Regions from separate parts of the Mus musculus genome. Here all the other regions are linked to region 1. The links are chromatin contacts, called in public HiChIP or PLAC-seq and Micro-C maps. All regions are on one chromosome and are shown on one strand. Each heading gives the region's core, a stretch centred on a gene start, on an enhancer-like site or on the middle of the called end of the contact. The rest is flanking DNA. Distances are from core to core; before and after follow the strand shown. Region 1 holds the start of Prdm12 (PR domain containing 12). Region 2 holds the start of 6530402F18Rik (RIKEN cDNA 6530402F18 gene). Region 3 holds the start of Lmx1b (LIM homeobox transcription factor 1 beta).

Region 1 (3,861 bases), core at 433-2,932:
TCACACAAACCAGCCTCCAGGGCTGCGGAACTTTCCTTTGCGTCACCTGAAATTGCAGCGGGAGTAGGGGAGGGGGCTCTGAGGACTTAGGCTGTTGAGTGAGGTGTGCCCAAAGCCGCTCCAACGTTTCTGGAGCTGAAGGTGTGGGGGCAGTCTTAAGGCTATCCAGGAGACTTCGGTGCACACAGGAAGCCGTGATCTTCCCGACTTAGCAACTGTTTCTGAAGAGGTGTGGAGCTGGCTCCCAGGTACCTTGGAAAGACTATACAGAATCCACTGGAGGAGGGGGAGAGCGGGAAGGGGGAAGGAAGGAAGAGAAAGGAGCCAGGAAAGAAAGAATCATCATTAAGAGACCAAAAAGAAAGAGGAACGTCTGGTGGCTTCCTAGGTTGAAATCCCAGTAGACTGATTCCAAAGCAGGGCCCAGCAGATGGCTTTGCCCTGGGCCGTCCGCAATTTCAGAGGCATTTTGGGTGTCTGCAATTCCCATCTTGCATTGCTCTAGGGTATTCCACAGATGTGAGTATCTGATGACCTTTCAATACTCCCCACCCCAACTTAGTACTCCTAGGGCTGGTAACCTTTCTATGGTAGGTGAGATCCAGCCCCGACGGCGACTCCTCAGCAGCCCTCTGTGCTGGTGACGGAAGTTTTACACTGGCTGTGCGCAGCGAGCAGAGCTCTTGGGGAGCCCGTTTAGGACGAAGCGCCCGCTTGGGTAGCGCTGCCAGCGCAAGAGATCTGCATCTCCCAAGCTGTCCGGGTTGCCACCGCAGCTTAAGGAGTGAAGCCTCTAAAGAGCAGAGGGTGTGGGACGAAGGAGAGGTGGGGATCGGACAGAGTACTGGGCTTGGTTAAGGAGATAGGCAAAGCACCGGCAGCTCTGGGAGTGGCCCGCAGAGCTAGGAAGGTGAAGGCCTAGCTTGGGATCCACAGTGATCAAGGATCTTGCTTAGCCCGGGTGAGCATGGGGACCCGCGGGGTTTGCAGCCATACGCCCCCTCTTTCTCAGTCTAGTCCCGGGAGTAAAGGCAAGCCTCGCTGCGCAGCATCCCCTACTTCAACACCCGTCCCCCCCCACCCCCCTTCCTCGCTCCGGGCCGCGAGTTGAGCCTCCCTCCCTGCCTGGAGCTTCCCACGGGGAGAAGAGGAGGAGGGGGAGGAGGAGGAAGGCTGGGGGGAGGGAGGAGCAGAGGGAGACTATTCTGAGCGGTCCGCACGCTGCCCCCGCCCCTCGCGCTGTCGGTGAAGGCTCCTTCGAGCCTGGCCGGGTACAAGTCTGTCCTTCGACGTCAGGGGGTCATTAATAACCAATTAGGAGGGTCACTGCAGCTCCTATAAAAGAGCTGAGATTTTGCTAAGGGGAGGACGGTCCTGGCTGGGTGTATAGAAGGCTAGTGGGAAACCGAGAGTCCTTGGTCGTTGTCTCTCTACAGCCACCCGCCGCCCACCCTTCCCGCACCCCTCCTGGTATCCACCCTTGTCTCCACCCGCGGACTTCCAGCCCTCCGTGCTGCCTCTGCCATCTCTGCAGATTTTGTGAATCTCCGGTTTGGCTCCCTGTCTTCCCAGCCATCTCTTGCCACGCACTCCCCAGTGCACCCTCCTCCTGCTCCTCTTCCTCCTCCTCCCTCGTGTTGTGTCACCCTCCTCTCCTTTCATTCCTTTGACCCCTCTTCGTTGCCCACCTCTCCGGAGTCCACCTAGCCGTCCTTCGGCGCCCGCGGCGAGCCCTCCGCCGCCCATGATGGGCTCTGTGCTCCCAGCTGAGGCCCTGGTGCTCAAAACAGGGCTGAAGGCTCCGGGGTTGGCGCTGGCAGAGGTCATCACCTCCGACATCCTGCACAGTTTCTTATATGGCCGATGGCGCAACGTGCTAGGCGAACAGCTGCTGGAAGACAAGAGCCACCACGCCAGCCCAAAAACGGCCTTCACGGCCGAGGTCCTGGCGCAGTCCTTCTCAGGAGGTGAGTGTGCCGTCGGGGCTCCACTCCTTCGCTCTTCCTGGCTACCCCCAATTCTCAGGTTAGCGGCACGGGTCCAGATGGGGAACACAGGGGCTGGGGCTGCCGCTCCCAGCCAGGATGCGCTCTCCCTAATCAGCGCACCTCAGTTTTTTCGTGGGTCCAACCTGGGTTGCAACGGCCTCATGGAAGCAGAGAAGAGGCATGTAGGAATGCAGGAGGCTCAGGGACCAGATCCCAACGACCGGAGCGACTTACCTCGGTCAGCCCGGGCTCTCCTGTGTCGTCTCTCCCCACCCCATCCTCCAGCCTGGAGCTGGCGGTTTCCTGGCATTAAAAGCCTTACTGGGCGTGTAATAGCAGTTGACTCAAAAAGAAGGGGTTTTAAATTCATTTGGTTAACTTGGGCTTGACCCGCGAAAGTTCCCACTTAAACCACAAACTTTAAAAGACAGCCGGGGCCGGGAAGGGGCGGAGGGCGGGCAGGCCGGAGAGAAAAAGCCGCAGAGAGCGAGGGAGAGAAAGAGAGCGAAGAAAGTTTCTTTTCTTTAAGATGTCTCAAGTTCTTATTCCTCATTCGTCACCCCGCAAACAATATCTTTCCCCAGCGCTGGCGTCTCTGAGCGACGCCCTCTCTTCCCCTTTAAGATCGCTGTTCCTCTCTTAATTTACCGTGAAGACTAATTCCACTTCCATTCACGCTATGTCAACCATCTAATCCTGCCTTTTTGTAAGGGGAATTCCTCGGCCCCTTTTAAACAAGTCCCCTCCGCATTGAGATACAATTTACTGCTACAGCTTTCTTCCAGGGCTAATGAATTTAGAATTAGCAATTTCTTTCGAATGGAACCGAATGAATGCGATCACTTTAACAGCGTGACAAATTGCCGGCCGCTCCGCAATGGACACCGTTTAACCCCCCCTTTCAGCCGGCCGGCTCGCCGGGTATTTTCCCAGGTAGCTTAGAGGGGAACCTTGTAAGACATGGAGGCCGCCCCTGTGTGCCTCAACGCTCCCACCCCTGCCGCAGAGGCCCCACCGGGGATCCTCTCGGGGTTAGGGACCGCTGGTTCTTCCTCGCCCATTAAAACGACTTCAGAGCTCGCCTGATCCGGGTGCCGCCCTTTCTGGCACTCTAGAACTTGGGAGGAGAGAGGTATACTGGCGTGCCAGGGAAGATCACGGGGGAGGGGTGTGTGTGTGTGTGTGTGTGTGTGTGTGTGTGTGTGTGTGTGTGTGTTGCCTCAGAGTTTAGTGAGTAGAAGCAAGTGTTTCTTTTGCGCGGGTGCCACCTTTCAAACTAGGGATCTGTCCCCAGTGCTGATCGAGTCCAGGAGACACGCAGTGAACTCAGAGTCACCGGCTGAAGAGCTAGGAACAAGACTTAGTGTCCCGGGTTGGACGATACCTCTTCACCAGACCCGGCCTCAGTTTCCCTGTCTGTAAACACAAAGTGGTTTCAGTAGTTCCTAAGTTTTTCCGCGATGGAAGACCGGTGAAGGTTGTGGATGTTTGGAGAATTTGTGGAAAGACTTTTAAATGAGCTCTAAAAGCTGGTGATGTAGCTCGGCGGTGGCGGAGCGTTTCATGCGCAAGGGTTTAGGTTCGATCCCCAGTAACTCTCCGCCCACAAGAAAAATAAAAGAACCATCATGCACCGCTTGCGTTTAGAGGGCACCGAGGGTCCTGGGTTGTAAAATGAGGTTGAACCTCTGCAAGTAGGCCTACAAAGCGCCATTGGAGAGATTTGCCACTGGAGAGAGTTGGGGCTGCTTGTGCTCGCAGGCGCGAAGCAGGGCAAGAAGCAGGGCAAGAGCGCATCCGGGATGGGAAGGGCAGGGCCATCTCTGCGCAGATATGACCGCCTTCCTCTAATCCTCGCAGAGGTGCAGAAGCT
Region 2 (3,861 bases), core at 617-3,116, 2.4 Mb before region 1:
CTGCGGGGCGCAGGGTCCCTGGGGATGATGGGGAGGCGGGGGGGGGGGCAGTCCACCGGAGGTTAATTCTTCTACCCAGGCTGGACAAAAGGTAGAAGAATTACCCAAGCTGAAACTTGCTTTGGAGGCCGTAGGAAGGATCGGGAAGGGAAGGGGAACCCCACGGCCGGCGGTTACCTCCCCTCCACCCCCACCCCGCCCTGGGTTGTCCCACGCTCACCGCTGCCTTGGTGGACGTTCGGGTTCGGGTGTCCCGGTGTCCCCAGTTCTGGGAAGGGAGCTTTCTCCAGACTCTGGTTTCTCCCTGTCACCCTCACAGCGGCTGGGAGGGCCCCAAAAAGTTGGGCTCTTGGGGGCGGGGCAGAACACCCAGCTCTGAGGACGTATAGCTGAGGCCGCCTCGTGTAGGTCCCTGAGGACGGGCGGGGCTAGCCTGAGGCCCGCAGACACCCAGGAGTCTGGCTGAGTCCGCGCTGAGCTCGGGCGCGTAGACAGTGGCGTGCACCGCACATAGAGCACAAACCGCCGCTGCGTTTTGCCTTTCCGAAGTTCGGTGCAAACCACCGGCGCAATTAATAATCACGCCTTTAATAAAGGCCAGGCTAGCATCCAGGCTGCCCCCTCATTTGACATCGCCTCCCTTAATTAAAAGACACCGAGCAAAGCTCCAGGGAATTATTCGCATTCTTTTTCCCGGCGCTGCTCCGCGGAGACCCTGTCGCCGCCATCCCCCAGCAAAGACCCGCAACTTACTCCGAAACGGGCGGACCCGAGATCTGGAGGTCCACTTCCCGTCTTTGCTCTCCCTGGAGTGCGACTCTCCACGGTGGTGGAGCCCCCTTCTCCGCCTGCCGACCCCCTCCACAGCACCGAAAGAAGTTTCTAACCTGACTGGCCAAGAGTTCTCCTTGCGCCTTTAGAGCCCAGAGGAGACTAAATTAGGGAGGGGAGCGCCGGCGGAGAAGGGTTAATTTACTTTTCATAGACACGAGTAAGCAGCGTTATTGCAACAGCCCATCCCCTCCCCACACAGGCGCTCGGATAGAAAAAGACGAGCTGGGTGGCGGGGAGCCCAGAGAGAAGACTAGCTACTCTACTTCTTAAAGATGCTGCACCCGGCGCGCACACACACCCCTCTTCCGCGGCTCCAGCCCTCCTTTAGTAGCAGCCGCCACCAGATAACTTTGCGTCCGAACCTCGGCTAGGAGGCTCCGAGTGACTCCCTGGTCCGGGGAGAACTGGCACCGTCGCCGAAGCCTTTTCAAAATGAAAGCACCCTGGCGAAACTGCGGCGCTTCCGTCCCCGCCCGCCGCCCCGGCGCTCCCCGCTCGCCTTACCCGGGCTCGGAGCAGCTTCCCGGAGCGAGCCCCGAGAGGCCGGAGACCGCCACCCTCTGGCTGGTGCTGGGTGGGCGCACGGGCCGCAGGGTTGAGAGCTGGAGACTCCTGCCCCGCGCCGCCGCTGCGGTGGCCACCCTCAGATCTGGGCTGGGGAACCCTCGGGCCGCCGGGGGGCCCGCCCGCAGCCGTCCCGGAGACGCGGGCCAGGGAAGGGGGCCAACCGCGCGGCTTGCATGGCCCTCCCGGGCCGATCGGGAGGTCGCTGTTAACAAGTGCAAACTTTTGGGGCCCCCTGGGCAGCCAGGGGAGAACCTGCACGCGCGCCCCACTCAGCCCCTGGCCTGGGTGGGCTTCGCCGCTGCTGGTCCAGGCGCCTGAACATCCCCCTGGCGCGGCGCCGGCCAGATGGCGGGGCGCCTCACCGCCCCCCTGCACTCCGCTCCAAGTTAATGCCGAGGCTAAATCCTCTTGCCATCACTCACGGTCACCATCGGGGCTTTTATCTCCCGGTCTGATCCGGGCTGCGTAACTTCCTCTGTGTGGCTTTAACACACCATCCCACCACGGAGCAACGGTCTTCTTAAAGGTGCAGGAAGGAAATACTGCGAGGCTCCGGGGACGAGCTCGGCCCGGGGAGGGGCGCGGCGAACAGGGGTGTCCCGGCGGGCCCGCGGCCAGGGTGGCCCCAGCAGGCGGCCGCCGGAGTGAGCCTGCTGTGGGGGGTCGCTGCCTACACATCGCCTGTCGGCCCGAGGACCAACCGGTCCCTGAGCTCGGGGTGCATCCTCAGCGGACTCGGGTCAGGCACAGCGGAGCTGCATCTCCCTTCTTCCCAACTGTGGGGCCTGACTCGGTGCCAGCGCCCAGGGGTGTGGGGGCTGCCCCATCGGCACCAGGGAGGGGGCCAAGTGAGTCAGCCCCCACCCCCCACAGCCAGGGCTCTAGGCTGCTGCTCCTCGGTTTCTGTCTCTTTCTCTCTGTGTGAAGCGCTGCCACCCAGAAGGCCCTGAGCAGTGGGTAAAGGGGTGGGTGGGTGGATTTGGGGAGCTGGGGAGGGGGAGCGCTCTGAGCGCACAACCAAAGCATGAATACCAGCTGACACATCGCCGCCTCCAGCCTGATGGGCCCTGCTTTTGACGGAGAAGCCAAGCCAGCTCTGCAGGGAGCGCAGAGTAGGGGGGCAGGAGGGCCTTTGCTAAGGAGCTCTCTGCCTTCCTGGGGCAGGCCTGGGAGGACCACGTGGGAGGACTCCAGCAGATGCCGGGCAGAGGCCACTGAGTTGACTGCCCTAGGACAGCCCTGTGCTCTCTTCAGCCCCCTGGAGGCTTCCTGCCAGGCTGTGTGCAGGCTGTAAGAGTGCTTCCTGGTATTCCCAGGGGCGCTTTGTGGGTCTTTTGGGGGTGCTCCTGGTCCCCTTTGGGTGGGTTCTTGCTGCAGTATTTACGGAGATGTCATTTGGATGCATCAAGAACAAAGGACCTAGAGGGGGTGGGGTGGGGGGAGAGAGAGAGAGAGAGAGAGAGAGAGAGAGGGAGAGAGAGAGAGAGAGAGGGAGAGGGAGAGAGAGAGAGAGACTGGTCCAAGGTCACAGAGGGTGTCACTAGGTTGGCTTGTACCTCAGCCCCCACCCCACTGCCTCCACTCACACCCACTTTAACCCTTCCCTACTCCCAACATCTCCCCCTAAATCTTAACAGAGGGTTGTTCTGTTGGTTATAACATTTGGAATTTTGTGACAAAGCAAGCAGGAAATGAAGAATTAAAGATTGTCATTGGTAATAATGATGATGATAATAATAACAAACAATTTATAGAGTGCCTTTCATGTCAGACTGCATGCAAAGTGGCCTGTGTGCACTGGTCCCTAGTTCTTCCCCAAGCTGTGTGACTTAACCTCAACTTGGAGTTTAGAGACCTTAAGTGGCTTGGCCAAGGTCATGCAACTAAGTAAGATTTTGGTTTGGGAGATGGATCTTCATGTTCTTAATTGGATGCTCCCCCACTGACTGGCTTGCTGGATTATTTGTGGCATGACACAAGTTCTTTCAGAGCCTCAGTTTCCCTGTCTGTCGAGTGTGACTGGCAAGACCTTTCTTTTCTGAGTGCCAACTTGAACACATCCTCAGATTTCAAAGAAGGGCCACCCCACCAAGCTGTCCAGGAAAGCAGATGCAGGCCAATGTCCTCTCCCCTAATACACACATATTCCTATCCTGGCCTCAGTGTCTCCAACCAGAGGGAACTCCTTGGAGGAAGCAGGCAGACCACAGCCTCTCAGATTGTAAGCATTTGTGCCTCAGGCAACAGTGAAGGGCACACTGTGGGGCTTCTGCCCAGGGTGAGTGATGACCCTGTAGGCCTTTGGCCTGCTGTCTCCCCCAGGCAGGGCCATCAATCCCCAGCAGTGCCCTGCTGTTACATCATACAGTGTCTGGATGCCTTCAACAAGGCATGGAGAAGGATGCTTTTAACTTCCAGTTCAGATGACCCGGGACCCTGGGCTGGCTCTACTGAGTTTCA
Region 3 (3,861 bases), core at 591-3,090, 2.0 Mb after region 1:
CGCAGGTTTCCGGGACAACAGATGGCACCTAGGGGCACCCCACCACTGTCGGCTGGAAGGAGATGATTCGCCCCAGCCCGGAGACACGCAGCCCTTTGAGCCATCGGAGCTGCCGGGCCCAGTGGAGCGCAGAGCCGGCCGCAGGGCGGCGTGGGCCCTTCCCGGCAGGGACCGGCCGGGCTGGAGTGCTGGTCCATGGCGGGGAAAGAGAGGAGGGCGAGAGGCGCTTACTGTTGGTAGTCTTGTTTGCAGTACAGTTTCCGATCCCGGAAGTAGCAGCTGGTGGTGAGGGCTTGCTGACATGCCGCGCACTGCAAACACTCCTCGTGCCAGGACGACTCGTTGACTCGCATCAGGAAGCGGTCGGAGATGGGCCGCTGGCAGCCCTCGCAGACGGCGGGATGCGGGCAGTCGGAGCCTGCAGCGCACAGGGCGAGAGCCGGGCCGTCAGCGCCGCTTGGCCCAGCCCCGGAGCGCCTCCCGTCGCCTGAGGACCCCAGCCGGCGAGCCAGAGACCCGGCAGCCCTAGACAGCACGCTCCTTTCCGTAAGCTGGGGCGCCGTGAGGCCGAGGGCCTGCAGCCTTGGCTGGGCGCTGCGCTCTCCCCGCTCGCGGAGATCCAGCGGATGGTGTTATTACCAACGAGAAGGAGCTCCGCGCGGGGTGGCCGGCTGGAACCCAACCAGCGAGGTGAGGCCAGGACACTCGCTGGCTGACACGCCCCACGATGCTGTTGGAACCTTCTACCCCAAGAACCGCGGTTGGGATAGACCCGGGGATAGTTTTCTCTTCTAAAAGCTCCCCTTCCCCAGGTGACCTGGCCTCTCTCCCGGGCTCTAAGGAGACAACTTGGTTCTCCAGCATCCCTGCCACCCGCTTCCCACCCCAGCTCAGTCCAGTGTAGCAGCACTAGAACCCAGACCCGGAGAGGACGGTGTGAGTGACGGCTGAGGCTGTTCAGTCCTCTGTCTAGGTGACGTCCCTGAACGTTTTCCCCTCAGGGAGCTCTGTCTCGGTGTGCTTGTTACCCCTCCGGTGGTCATTCCAGGGGTCCGGACCCCCTCCCCACGTCCTGAAAACCTATTTTCTTTATTCTTTGCCCCTCACGCCGGTATCCACAGCGGCACGACGGACAACCCTACCCCCTGACCCGCACTATTCGAGCGTTGCGACCCAGCACTCACCCAGCAGCACCCCCAGGGTGGCGGGCCCGGGGCGAAGGGCGTGCTCCTCCATCTTGATGCCGTCCAACATCTTGATGCCGTCCAACATCTTGGCGCAGTCCGTCTGCCCGCGAGGGAAGCACCTCTCCAGCGACTCGGGACCTGTTGCTATATCCATGGGACGCCCGGCGCGCTGCGGACCCCGCCGGCTGGGCCGCTCACCCTCCGGCCCGTCCGCCCGCTCCGCTGCAGCCGGGGAGGCGCGGCGCCCGCGGGGTCGGGGCCGCCCGCTGCCCCGGGGCGAGCGTGGAGCGGCGGCGCGCTGGCCCCGGGCCCCGGCGTCGTGCGGGAGGGCCCGGGCGGCTGGCAGCCCCGCGCGCCGCTCTCTACCGGCTACTCGCAGCCACGCGCACTCGCTGCTCGCCTGTCACCTGCTTGTCAGCCCCGGGTCCCGGCTGCAGCAGCGGGCGGCACGCGGAGCCGCCCGGAGGAGTAGGAGGAGGCGGCGGCGGCGGCGGCGGGCGGGGGAGGGGGCGGGGGTGCAGGGGCGGCCCCGCGGGCTGGGGGGGCGCGGGCGTCGCAGCAGGGTCCCGGGCGGGGCGCAGCAGGCCGCGGGGCTCCAGGCGCGCTCCCCGCACTACTCCAGTGCCATGGTGCGCCCGAGGAGCCGCTCGGTTTAGAGCTGGGGCTGGCGGCGGAGGGATACTCCGGCCCCGAGCCGCCTCACCCCTCCTCAAACTTCCTGACATTTGAACTCATTGGTGCGCCTCGTATCACTGCGCCGGGATGAGCCGGCTGCTCCACGTCAAATAGTGCCGTCGCCTCCCCCCCTCCCTGCGGGAGGGCTCCCTTAGCCCCCGTCCTGCACCCCGTGCCGCGCCCTGAATCCAGGCGACCATCCTGTCCACCATTGGCAGAAGTTTGGTTAGCCATCGAAACAAATCCTGTGCCCCACCCCTCTTGAAAAATTGATTTGGGAGTTGGGGAAATCAGGCTTTCTTTTTTTTCTTTCTTGCCTTTTTTATTATTAATATTTTTGTTGTTTTTTTTTTAAGCTCCAGCGCTCAGAGGAGTGGCCCCAAGCGAGGCCAGACTGTGAGGACGGCGGGGAACGCAGCGACTTCTCCAGGGGACAGCGCCAGGCGGGAGCGGCTGGCCCAAACCCGGACTCGTAGTCTAAGGTAGGTCGCAGGGTCTGAGTTGGTGTCCCCTCGGGAGGCGGGGCCTGCACCGGACAGCCTGGTGTGCTGAGAGGGCTCCTAGGGTCGAGGGATGGGGAACATCAAATGTAAGCAAGAACCGCTGGCCCCGGACTCGCCAAAGGGAACCCTGACCTGGGGAGGGGGTGTAAGGGCTGTAGTTTGAGTAAGTAGTCCCAAAAAGCCCAGGCCTGGCAGAAATAGGGCGGGGGAATGAGTTGAGGGGGCTCTCATAGCCAGAATGGGAGATCTTGGGTGAAAGAGGACGGTCAGGCCCGGGTTGAGACCAAGAGAGTGTTAAGAGGGTCAACAGGGCTCGGAAAGATATCTTGTTCCCGGCCGGGGTCAGTGGGCGAAGGCTGGGCCTCCCAAGGCTTGGAGTATGAGGGGCAGGTAAGAAGTGGTGTCCTCAAGATCTAGGGGTGGAGGCCTGGAACGGCATGGGTACAGTCGTTCTAAGGAAATCTGTGTGACCTCTGAAATCGGTGCCCTTTCATTGTGGCTAAGGGACCTGGCCAGGGTTAGAGACTGAGCGCTGGCCACCCTTGGCAAAGTGGGCCTCGACAGCGGGCAACGCAAGGCCAGCGGCACGCAGCTGGAGACTCCTGGGTGCATCCGGCCAGACATCCGCGAGAAAACTAGAAGACGTCGCATCGGGAAACAGGGTACCTTCGGCCCCACCACTCCCGCGCGGGTTTCGTCCTGGAATAGCAGGAGGGATGGTGCGGTCCCAGGGCAGGAGTTAACAGCCCCTGCGAGCTGCTGCTGGGCGGCCCTGGCCCCTCCGGCTGTGGAGCAGCGGCGCGAAGCCGGGAGGGGATGGAGGGCTCGGAGGGCGGGTCCCCTGACCCCGCTAGAGGCGAGAGGGCGGATCAGATTTGGAGCCTGAGGGAGGCTTGGTCAGAAGTGGCCCCCTGTGCTGGGGGGGCCCCCCGGAGGGGCCCGGCTTTGTGGAGGATTAGCGGTCACCGCCCCACCCCAGTACCTGCGTGTGTGTCGGTGGGTATCGGAGTGTGTCTGTGTGTGTCCGCGCTCCCGCCTCGCGGAAGCTATTGAGAACGTGTGCACCCGTATTCCTGTGCACATACATTTTGTGTTTGTGTGTCCTTACGTCTTTCCAGGCAATGAGTGTGTGTGTTTTCGGTACACGTCTCTCGTGCTTCTATGTCATGTTTTTTACACGTCTTTGTGTGTGTCCTCGTGAAGGTGTAGATAGTGAAGATGTCTACGCCTTTGTATGCGCCTCGGCCCCTTTAGCGAATCTGGTAGATTTTTCTCTATAAGTGTGTCTCTGAGTTACCTTTGTGTTTCTGTTTGCCCCGGAGCTCCTGAATTGTTCTGTGTCGCCCAGGGGTTTTTGTGTTTGTGGCTTTGTGTTCTGTGTATTTCTCGGCGCCTTTGTGTATCCAGGAGCATGGGTATGTGGATGTAGAGTTTTCTTCACCCACCCTTCGTCCTTGTTTTTACCCAGTGTGAAAAATCTAAGGCCTTGAGCCCTG

Evidence for each region. A called contact is a pair of places that touch in the nucleus more often than the background predicts. HiChIP or PLAC-seq counts read pairs in DNA pulled down with a chosen protein or histone mark.
Region 2: a contact with region 1 is called in an H3K27ac HiChIP or PLAC-seq map of embryonic stem cells, with 19 times the contacts expected there. The contact joins the promoter of 6530402F18Rik here to the promoter of Prdm12 in region 1. A contact is called at or near these places in 2 of 484 Hi-C or Micro-C datasets (both in embryonic stem cells) and 1 of 115 datasets of contacts at active chromatin or transcription factors (embryonic stem cells).
Region 3: a Micro-C map of embryonic stem cells shows a contact between it and region 1, with 22 times the contacts expected there. The contact joins the promoter of Lmx1b here to the promoter of Prdm12 in region 1. A contact is called at or near these places in 4 of 39 promoter capture datasets (embryonic stem cells and hippocampal neurons), 14 of 484 Hi-C or Micro-C datasets (embryonic stem cells and epiblasts), 3 of 115 datasets of contacts at active chromatin or transcription factors (all in embryonic stem cells) and 2 of 9 other capture datasets (embryonic stem cells and embryonic tail).

What each region holds. Positions count from the first base shown.
Region 1 is chr2:31,638,355-31,642,215 of GRCm38.p6, forward strand. Prdm12 (PR domain containing 12) reads left to right here and starts at 1,683. Exons shown (of 5, transcript NM_001123362.1): 1 at 1,683-1,967; 2 at 3,849-3,861. The coding sequence starts at 1,745.
Region 2 is chr2:29,251,127-29,254,987 of GRCm38.p6, forward strand. It overlaps 6530402F18Rik (RIKEN cDNA 6530402F18 gene), which reads right to left and starts at 1,867. Exons shown (of 2, transcript NR_029460.1): 1 at 1,339-1,867.
Region 3 is chr2:33,639,258-33,643,118 of GRCm38.p6, forward strand. Lmx1b (LIM homeobox transcription factor 1 beta) reads right to left here and starts at 1,841. Exons shown (of 8, transcript NM_010725.3): 1 at 1,185-1,841; 2 at 232-418. The coding sequence starts at 1,341. Gm39790 (a long non-coding RNA gene) reads left to right here and starts at 404. Exons shown (of 3, transcript XR_866136.3): 1 at 404-690; 2 at 813-973; 3 at 1,122-1,214. C130021I20Rik (Riken cDNA C130021I20 gene) reads left to right here and starts at 1,936. Exons shown (of 3, transcript NR_046275.1): 1 at 1,936-2,087; 2 at 2,219-2,344; 3 at 2,870-3,861.